Regions from separate parts of the Sus scrofa genome. Here regions 1 and 3 are each linked to region 2. Evidence: chromatin contacts called from public HiChIP or PLAC-seq data. All regions are on one chromosome and are shown on one strand. The core of a region is the stretch at or near the end of the contact, and the rest is flanking DNA. Distances in the headings are between cores, read along the strand shown. Region 1 has its middle 48 kb from the start of SNTB1. Region 2 overlaps SNTB1 (beta-1-syntrophin). Region 3 has its middle 110 kb from the start of SNTB1.

Region 1 (3,156 bases), core at 19-2,518, 260 kb after region 2:
TTTCAAGGAAGGGGGATAGAATATATTTTAACCAGTGGATTGTCAGCTTGATTTACACCTCTAAAATATATTGAAATATGGTATGTGGGCCTCCATTTGTCTTCTGGCCTTCGATCTAGATAATAAGAGTGGGTCTGGCTCTGTCAGTCTTTCTGCAGGAAGTAGAAATGCCTTTGCCCACAGGTTAGTAGAGACTCCTGTTTCAGAACCCCAGGGAGTTTAGATACAAATGCACAGGATTCTAGGTCAACTTCATGGCGAAACAGCCAAGTAATTTTAGACATTTGGGGTTTGAGAATATTGAGTGTTTGCAACGGGTTATACTTCAGTGGATACCAACCAGTCTTATGTTGCCTCAACCAGTACAGAACAAGAAGGAGAAACTATTGGGTTTGAGGGATTTCACTTTTGCCCCAGGAAAAATGTGTTTGGCAGCAGAGTGTCCTTAAACCTTGGAACAGTTAATTGAGAGGGAAGGTGGGTGCTTCTGCCTCCTCTTCCCTTGGGCTATGACTGGATTTCTCTGATTCGAATGTTGTGGATCTGGTGACATCACCTCTGAAAGCAGAGGAATGGGGAATATTAATTTTTTTAAAATTTCATTAAAGTACCATTGTAAATATTTAAGGTGTACAACTTGATATTTTGATATATGTACACATTATGAAAGAATCAATACCATCAAGCTAATTAACATATCCTTACCCACCTCAATAGTTACCATTTTCTTTCTTTTCTTTCTTCCTTCTTTTCTTCCTTTCCTTCCTTCCTTCCTTTCCTGTCTTTGGAGCGGGGGTAGAGTCCTTACAAATCTAAAAGATGAAGATTCTGTGGCCTGCTGTTTAAACATTGACCAGTCCCTTCACTGTAACTCAGACGCAAGAAGTGAGTTTTACCCCAGTTTCAAGGAAGTAAAGAATGAGTTGTAAAGGTCCCCACTCTTGCCCTTTTGCCTTCCTGCTGAAGGCCAAAGGGAGCCCTTCCACACCTGGACCAGGGCCTCTGGGTCCTGTTTTACCAGTGACCTAATCCATGGACCATCAATTCAAGAAAGGCCTGAATTAAGCTCCCAAGGGCCACGTAGCTGTGACATTTTGTAATAAGGACTGGCTTCCTCAGATGTGTCCCTGAAAGTGAGCTCTAGCCTGGGCTGAATTTCCATCCATCTCAAGTGCAGAGGGAAGGGGCGTTCCTGGAGCCACTGCTTAAAAGGGCTCTGGGCTCAGGTTTCCCAAGAACAGCTGCTGGTCGTTTAGGCATCTGAAACCTTTGAATGGAACATGTGAGGTGTCTGTCTGACTTACAAGGAAGGTTCGGCAGCTCTGAACCCTGGGAATGAAATGGCTTTCGAAGGGAAAGATGAGAGGAAGCAGGAAAGGGCAGAGGCCGCTGAATGAAAGGGGCAGGCGCCTGTGGGCTGAGATGGCAGAAAGAGGGACATGCCTCTGGAAAGAAAAAAGAACAATATCAAATTAGTTCTTGTTTTGTTTTTGTTTTTATGTGTCAGTGGGAAAGGCTGGTGGTGACAACAGGCTAAAATGAAGGCCTGGGGTCCCTGAGAATGTGAGCTGTGCAAGGCAGAGGGTAAATGACGATCAAACCTGTTTGGTTCACTGCTTCAGGGCCAGGCCTGAGATGCTGAGTATGTAGGAGGGGATTGATAAATGCTGCTGAGTTAAACACTGAGTGAATGGCTCAGCCAGTCTGTGGATTTCATGGGTGCCCATGTGGCCTGAAGGAAAGTGCTGGAAGGTTTGAACAGATGCATATGGATGTGGGAATAGTGGCTCCTCCCGTGTGATCTCAATGCTTTCAGCCTCAATTTTTTTCATTTTTAAAATCTGTTTAGTATAAGCCCTTTGCTGAGTTACGTGAGACTTAAATGAAGTGTCAGATGTAAGTTCCAGGTGTACATTTATTCTGAGGACCTCATTCTCTTTAATCCTTTTTTCTTTCCCTTTCTAGAAGCTGAGGAAGTATAGTTGTAACAGACCAGATCATAGTCTTTGCTTCTTGTTCTCAAAATTATCTGATATTTAGAAACAAGGCAAAGAGGACTGCATGTGCTTTCAGTGTCATCCTGGAACACTGACTAATAGACCTACCCAATGACTACTTAACAATCATGGAGGAAATTCCTGTATTTGATATTCTATTTTTTTATGGATCAGGGCCCTAACTCTGTCATGTTACCTTTTAAGTGGTAGAATTTTGTTTAATAGAGATGCAGATTTCTGTCTGGTAGAAATTTTAACTGCAGGGAATAGTTTCTTTGTTTTCTACCTAACCTAGCAAATTTTTTTTTTTTTTTTTCAAATGGCCTCACCAATGGGATGGCATCTGAGCCACTGTTGCAACCTTTGCCACACTGCAGCAACACCAGATCCTTAACCCACTGCACAGGGCCAGGGTTCGAACCCATGCCTCTGCAGCCACCCAAGCTGCTGAAGTCGGATCCTTAACCCACTGTGCCACAGCGGGAACACCTAACCTAGCAATTTTACTTGATTATTTTTCTTTAATCCCTGCAACTTCTTAGTTCCTCAAATGCTCTCTGATAATATTTTGTGATTCTTCTGATTCCTTCTTAAATTAGTCAGATAAATTGATCATTCCATAATATATTAAATACATCGATCATGTGAGTCATGTTTTTAACTTTTTCAATACCCTGACTGTATTTAGAGATCTCCATCTTTTGCTAGCAATGCCTAGAACATTGCTGGGCATTCAATATAGGCTTTTCGACTAAATGAGTGAGGAATAAACTAGAGCATGAACTACTAAAGGAGGATGGAAAGAGCCCTGAGTGCTGTCAGCTTTTGATCCCACTCTAATATCTTCCTACATAACTTCATCTTAATCATTGCATTTCACACTTGCCAAACTTAAAGGTTTGGTGCACACTTAAATTTACTCCAGGGTGCGAAGAAGCTGAGAGTGGTATATACAGTTGAGGACTGCTGTCAGTTGAGCTCATGCTGCCCCATTAGCTTCTGCGGAAAGCCTCCATCTGCCACTGGACTCAGAGGCCCGTGTTAGTTCAGTAAAGGCATTGATGGCTGAGGTTCTGCATTTTCAGCCTTTAATATCTACCATCTGGTCCACCTCTTAACCTATTCTCTATTCAAACACACAATTTCCTTTCTTTTCTCT
Region 2 (3,425 bases), core at 101-2,600:
TGGGGGCCTCCTGGGCTAGTGTCATGACCATAGGCTCATTATAATTTAATGTTTGACAAATGCAATTGGCTAGACTTTCCCAGTGGAAAGCATTCTGAAAATGTCTGAGGCTGGCCAAAGGCAGCAGCTACTTTTAGCACTTAGAAACAGGTTAGATCCTTAGGCACCAAAGACTCCCCACCACGTTTAGTAAAAATGCTGTGTCTCTGGCTCCCAAGTGATATCAAAGGCGAGAAGTGCATATTCATTGGGTCCTCTTTTTTTCAGCTACTCCAGATGGGCTCAGAGCAGCATTATTTCTCTTTACAAGCTCTGTGCTTCTAAACCTTTCACCAACCACAGGGACTGGGTGGGCAGAGTTTCTGGGTTAAACCTCTTCGAGAATTCCAGAAATATTGCAACTTTAATTCCTTGTTCTCTGAGGATCTATCTCACTTGCCAATTATGATGATAGTGACAAAAAACAAAAACAAAACTTACTTTGTATTATGAGCAAGAATACCTTTCTTTTCTCTTTTCTTTCTTTTTAATGTTCTGCAACATCAAATAAGCTTTGGCTAAGCAAAAAATGTTTTCCCAGGAATTCATAAAAAGCTGAGGGATGAGAACAGCTAAAATTACAACATGTTTGCAAACTTCCTGAGCACAGTGCTATGAAGTGTGTCATCCATCCACAGAGGCACCACTGAAGGTTTCCAGTGGGAGAAGTGACTGGCCGTAAACTTCTCTGCACAGCAGTTAATACCAAGAACATGTTGTGAGCATTTTTGGTGCCACTGCTATGAAACACAATCATATGTCATCTTCCAGGCACATCTTCACATAAATTAGTTGTGCCTATGCCTTTAAGGGGGAAAAAAAAAAAAGAACTAAACACATCAACAAATCAACTGTGAACTGCCTGAGCTGACTTATCGTGATTTTAGAAGAAAACGGTTTCTGGAGTTCCCCTTGTGACTCAGAGGAAACAAACCCAACTAATATCCATGAGGATTCAAGTTCGATCGCTGGCATCGATCAGTGGATTAAGGATCCAGTGTTGCCATGAGCTGTGGTGTACGATGCAGACGTGGCTTATATCTGGCATTGCTATGGCTGTGGCATAGGTTGGCAGCTGTAGTTGTGATTTGACCCCAGCCTGGGAACTATGTGCTGCAGATGCAGCCCTAAAAAGCAAAAAAATAAAAAGAAACCTGTTTCCTACTGGCTACAGTCCCAGCCAGTTCTTCATGTTCAAGGGAAAAGACCATCCCTGACCTTCTAAACAATGCTTGCAGCACTGCTAAGGCAAAGGGAAGGGGACTGGCAGCTGCCCAGTCCTGCTGTGTGCCAGGCATCAAGCTAAATACGTCTGTACTTAGGTCATCACTTTGCAGTGACATTCTGTAAACTGGAGGATCCATGCCTTGGGACACTAGGCAGTCATTCAAAGGAAGCTGAGGTTGAGGGCAAAGTACCAATGGAAAATGCCTGTAAGATGATGAAAAAGCAAGGCAGCCACACTGCATGTTCCAGGAGCTGCTGCTGATGCTGTGAACACCTGGATCCAGTACAGCCTTTGAGCTAATTCATCAGCAGTCATCACAACTTGAGGCAAACAGTGCTTCCGAAGAGCCACAGAGGAGAAAGAACCCAGTCCTTGCTAAGGCATTTCCTTCCTACCGTGAACCCTGGGAGTATGCAAAGCAGCAGAGCCCAGTCTTCTGAACCAGTGGTTCTCAACTGCATGTATCAGAAACCCCTGGAAGGCCTGTTCACTCACAGGTGGGCTGGGCCATAGCTGGTGAGTGTCTGGCTCATTGGTCTGAAGTGGGATGGGAAATCTGCTTGTGCACTGAGTTCCCAGGTGCCACTCACTTTGAGAACTGCACTTTGAGAACCCCTGGTCTCAGTCCTGGGTAGTTACTCCAGGTTGCTGAGAACATCCCCAGCTCTGTCTGAACTCTGTTGTGTGAGCTGAGTGGCCACCTGTGCATGATTAAGCTGCCAGACGAGTGAAGGAAAGGTTTGTATGATCCACTCAGCAAATGCAAAGAGCCACTAAAAGTCCAGGAAATAAGAAAATCCCCTAGGAGTTCCTGTGGTGGCTCAGGGGGTTAAGGACCTGACATTGTCTCTGTGAGGATGAGGATCTCTGGCCTCGTTCAGTGGGTAGAGGATCTGATGATACCACAAGCTGCAGCACAGGTCGCAGATGTGGCTCAGATCTGGCATTGCCCTGGCTGTGGCGTAGGCTGGCAGCTGCAGTCCCCCTGGCCCAGGAACTTCCATATGCCGCAGATGCGGCCATAAAAAGAAAAAAAAGAAAAGGAAAGAAAGAAAAAAGAAATATGCTCCCGGAGGCCACAGAGAAGGTGTGTGAGGAAGGTGAACTCAGAATCAGAGTCTCAGGTGCATTTCTTAGCAGCTGTGTGACTGGGGGTAAGTTACTTATCCTCTTGGTTCCTCAGATTACTTCTCTGTAAATAAAAATAAAACCTAAACCTCGTAGGCGTGCGAGGGTTAAATGCGGTACCCTGAGGACTCCAGTCTGCTTGATGCTTGTTAAAAACATAGACCCCCTGACTCCTAAGCCTGGACTGCTGAACTAGAATCTCCAGGGCAGGATCCGCAGGACAGGAATCTTTAATAAACAGCCAGGTGATTCTTAAATTGGGCAAGTTTTGCAAACTCAGATAAAATGCATGTAAAGCACTTGGCCTTGATCTATGCTCCCTCCACAAAGGTCAGCCACTGATTTATTACCAGCTAGGTCTGGCTATTTGCAAATGGTACTAGCACGACCTTCCCAATAATATTACCCAGGATGATTAATTAGCAGACACCCTATCCTATAATAAACTTTCAGGAGATGTGGCTCTGTATCCATAGATAACAATTAAGTGAACTTTACATGTAAGACTGGTGTACGGTACTGCTTATAAATTATACCTCAATTAAAAGGTTTTCAAAAGAAATTTTAAAAAGACATGAGTCCCCTTTAGAGAAATGCACTCAAAGACAAATAATGCTAGTAGACAGGCTATGTGCCTGAATGCTCCTATGTAAAAGGCCCAACACCACAAATGACTGCATGGAACACACGGGACGTAAATGAAAGAGTCACTTGATGGACTTCAATACGTAGCTGGGGAAGCAGCCAACAGAAATACTTGGGTAACTTTTTTTTTAGGGCCACACCCGCGGCACATGGAAGTTCCCAGGCTTGGGGTCCAGTCAGAACTGTAGCTGCCGGCCTATGCCAGAGCCACAGCAACACGTGATTCGAGCCACACCTGCGACCTACACCACAGCTCACAGCAACACCGATCCTTAACCCACTGAGCAAGGCCAGAGATTGAATCCATGTGCTCATGGATGTGACTCGAGTTCTCTAATCACTGAGCCATGATGGGAAATCCAGTACTGGGGTAACTTCTGCAGTG
Region 3 (3,338 bases), core at 385-2,884, 320 kb after region 2:
TGAAGACCAAGGCAGAAATGAAATCTCCTTTGTTTAAACCTGTTTGGAAAATCTCTGTTCTGCCTTGGTAAGGACTGTGCGGTGAAGATGATTTGTGTCTTGAAATTGAAAAGCTGCTGCTCCTTCTATCTAACAGTGCTTTCCGGGCTTTATTCTAAACATGATTATTCTGGAGAGGAGAATGTGCGAGGAGATCAGGCTCAGTGTATTCTTAGATGAGGCATTACCTTGAGATTCTCATTTTAAAATAATATAATACTTCCATATATAAAAGAGATAGGTGGAGTTCCTGTTGTGGCTCAGCAGTAATGAAACTGACTGGTAGCCATGAGGACATGGGTTCAATCCCTGGCCTCGCTCAGTGGATCTGGTGTTGCTGTGAGCTGTGGTTAGGTCACAGACGTGGCTCAGATCCCACGTTGCTGTGACTGTGGCTTAGGCCAGCAGCTGCAGCTGCAGCTCCGATTCAGCCCCTAGCCTGGGAACTCATGTGCTGCAGGTGTGGCCCTAAAAAACAAACAAAAAAAGATATAACAAGAACCTACTATATAGTACAGGGTAATCTACTCAATACTGTATAATAAGCTATATGGGAAAAGAGTCTAAAAAAGAATGCGTATGTGTTTATGCATAGCTGATTTACTTTGCTGTGCACCTGAAATGAACACAACCTTCTAAATCAACTATACTCCAATAGAATTTATTAAAAAATAATAATAAAATAAAATAACCTAATGATATGGGCTTATGTTCCTTCAGAATGGACATTTTTCTCTTTAAAAATAGAGTGATAAAAAAAGGAAAATTAATGAAAGATTCTGGTCAAAGTCCTAAGGCTTTCTGTAACTACCAACTTAATTTGTCCCATAAAAGACTGTATAATGATATTTAATTATCCCAATGGTGCTTGCTCTGTTTAGTTTAGGATCTGTAATTTTCCTGGGTTGACATAATAAGAACAAAGAAAGGAGGAGTTATTGATGGGGCAAGAGTGGAGAATGGATTGTTCTATGTCCTTTAAAGGGAGTCTTGAGTGGATTTACCAGGAGAGTAAAATGCACTGTGACAGAAGAGGACATGCTGTGATTCTAGCAGCCACTGAGAAGGTCCTCCTGCCAAAAATAGACCCACCTGCTTGTGGATGTCTCGCATTCCTTTGACTGGGGATAATGCCAGAAAGGCCAGCTGTTCCCTCAGATACTCCTCCCACAGGCTGGCTGAGACTTGAAATTCCAGCCTTGAACTTAAGGCTAAATTTTCCTCCACAATCTACCCCAAAGCACGTATCTCTCTCCCTCCCCTAACTCTCAAATAAAGGGGTTAACAGATATTTACACCACAGTATGAATTATATAGACTTGGGCAAAGAACAGAAATTATGGACGCAGGGGAAGTTTTGGTCCCTTCTTCCCCCCTTTGGTCAAGCCCATAATTGCTTATGAAGTAGTTTCCTTTTTTTTTATAAAATAAGACTAAACCAAACCAACAGGACTCTTGGTAGGGTAAAATTTGACAAATGCCAAGATCTGATTAGCAAAAGGCTAGGGACAACCCAAATGTCTATCAAAGGGAGGCCAGTTAAATAAACTTCGCAGCATTCACACAGGGCCCTATTACACAGCTGTAAAAACCTCTGTGTACTAATAAAGAGGTACAGCCAGGACATACTGTTAAGTAACACAAACAAAATGCATCACAGTGTTTGCACCATGCTATCACTTAGATAAGAAAGGAGGAGTTGGGAGTTCCCTGGTGGCCTAGTGGTTAGGGATCTTGTGTGGTCCCTGCCATGGTGTGGTTTTGACCCTTGGACCAGGAACTTCCACATTCCCTGAGTATGGCAAAACAAAACAAAACAAAAAAAAAAAAAGAAAAAAGAAAAAAAGAAAAAAGAGGAGTCATAGTAAATACATAATTCTTTATAATTTCAGTAGTTGGATAAACCAAAAATTAAAAGTGGAATGGAGGGAGCAAGGAGGGAGAGGACTTGAAGAGCGCACAGGCTTCCCTATGCAACTTACTTTGTTTTTTGACTTTGGAAGCATGGAAATGGTTTACATCATTAAGAACAAAGTTAAATCCATGTGAAAATTTTGCACACCAAAATATAACAAGTCCTAAAACTTTAAACTGGAAAAAAAAAATGAACCAAACTTTATATCAATTCTGTGACATGACCATCTCAAGAATTATTTCAAGTGATTTTAGAACACCTATGTGGATTGTACATTCCTAGGGGAATATGTCCTAAGGATAAAATGAAGTGTAAAAACCTCTTAGACTCAATTCCTTTGGCTAGTTGTTAGTGATATTATATTATTATTTTGAACACCATTATAGGGAAAGCAGGATAAAGCAACTAAGTAATTAAATTAGTGTTCTTAGGGGATGAGATTTTGAGTTTTTTAAAAAAGATAAAATATAAAATAAAGGAATCAATGTAAAAATTCTGTAATCTTTGATTTGAATTAGAAATATCAGTATGAATTTGTGATTTATTTTTCTCTTTCTAAAAACTAAAATTGTCCTAGTCCTGTCCACTGAAAAGACCTAAAAACATGACCAGCTCAGTTTTATTGATCATTCTAGGAACTCAGAATGTAAAATCTAAGTATCATTTCCATCTTAAAGGAACGAGGCTCCTTAGAATAATGGCTAATTTAACATCTAGGGCAGGAAGTGGCTGAGATGAGCCTGGGCCATGTTATTGCGCCCTGAAAGCAAGACTATGAGCCGGAGTTCCAGTTGTGGTGCAGCGGAAATGAATCCAACTAGGAACCATGAGGTTGCAGGTTCAATCTCTGGCCTCACTCAGTGGATTAAGGATCTGGCATTTTGTGAGCTGTGGTATAGGTCGAAGATGAGGCTCAGATCTTGTGTCACTGTGGCTGTGGTGTAGGCCAGCAGCTGTAGCTCCAATTTAACCCCTAGCCTGGGAACCTCCATATACCACTAGTACGGCCCTAAAAAGCAAGAAAACAAAACAAAACAAAAAGACTGTATGAACCAACTTGAGGGAACTTCCACTGACCATATTTGGGAAGGATATAAAAACAAATAATTATTACAACACTTTGAAACACATCAAGTATATAGAATCCACAAGTTAATTTGGAGGCTGCATGGGCACCAGCTCACTATTCTGAAAATAGACAAATAGAAAGTAAGAAGCCAGCTTTACCTTGCCTTTTTGGTTTGTTTCAGGTAATCTAACAATTACTGAGAGAAATTTTTTTTTTTTTCTTTTCTTTTCTAGAGCCGCACCAGCCTCATATGGAAGTTCCCAGGAGAGGGGTCTAATTAGAGCTGTACCCACCAGCCTACACCAGAGCCACAGC

The links. HiChIP or PLAC-seq counts read pairs in DNA pulled down with a chosen protein or histone mark.
Region 1: a contact with region 2 is called in an H3K27ac HiChIP or PLAC-seq map of skeletal muscle. The contact joins two enhancer-like sites. A contact is called at or near these places in 1 of 47 Hi-C or Micro-C datasets (skeletal muscle) and 1 of 2 datasets of contacts at active chromatin or transcription factors (skeletal muscle).
Region 3: an H3K27ac HiChIP or PLAC-seq map of skeletal muscle shows a contact between it and region 2. The contact joins two enhancer-like sites. A contact is called at or near these places in 3 of 47 Hi-C or Micro-C datasets (psoas muscle and skeletal muscle) and 1 of 2 datasets of contacts at active chromatin or transcription factors (skeletal muscle).

Annotation. Positions count from the first base shown.
Region 1 is chr4:18,239,448-18,242,603 of Sscrofa11.1, reverse strand. No RefSeq gene overlaps it. Among named protein-coding and RNA genes, the nearest start is that of SNTB1, 48 kb to the left of the region's middle. Within about 2 kb of position 1,268, at least 4 of the 83 cell types and tissues checked have an H3K27ac peak or open chromatin away from gene starts, as enhancers often do. A contact at or near this core is called in skeletal muscle, where this site is marked.
Region 2 is chr4:18,501,711-18,505,135 of Sscrofa11.1, reverse strand. The region is part of intron 5 of SNTB1 (beta-1-syntrophin); the gene reads right to left. Among named protein-coding and RNA genes, the nearest start is that of MTBP, 110 kb to the left of the region's middle. Within about 2 kb of position 1,350, at least 9 of the 83 cell types and tissues checked have an H3K27ac peak or open chromatin away from gene starts, as enhancers often do. A contact at or near this core is called in skeletal muscle, where this site is marked.
Region 3 is chr4:18,177,302-18,180,639 of Sscrofa11.1, reverse strand. No RefSeq gene overlaps it. Among named protein-coding and RNA genes, the nearest start is that of SNTB1, 110 kb to the left of the region's middle. Within about 2 kb of position 1,634, at least 11 of the 83 cell types and tissues checked have an H3K27ac peak or open chromatin away from gene starts, as enhancers often do. A contact at or near this core is called in skeletal muscle, where this site is marked.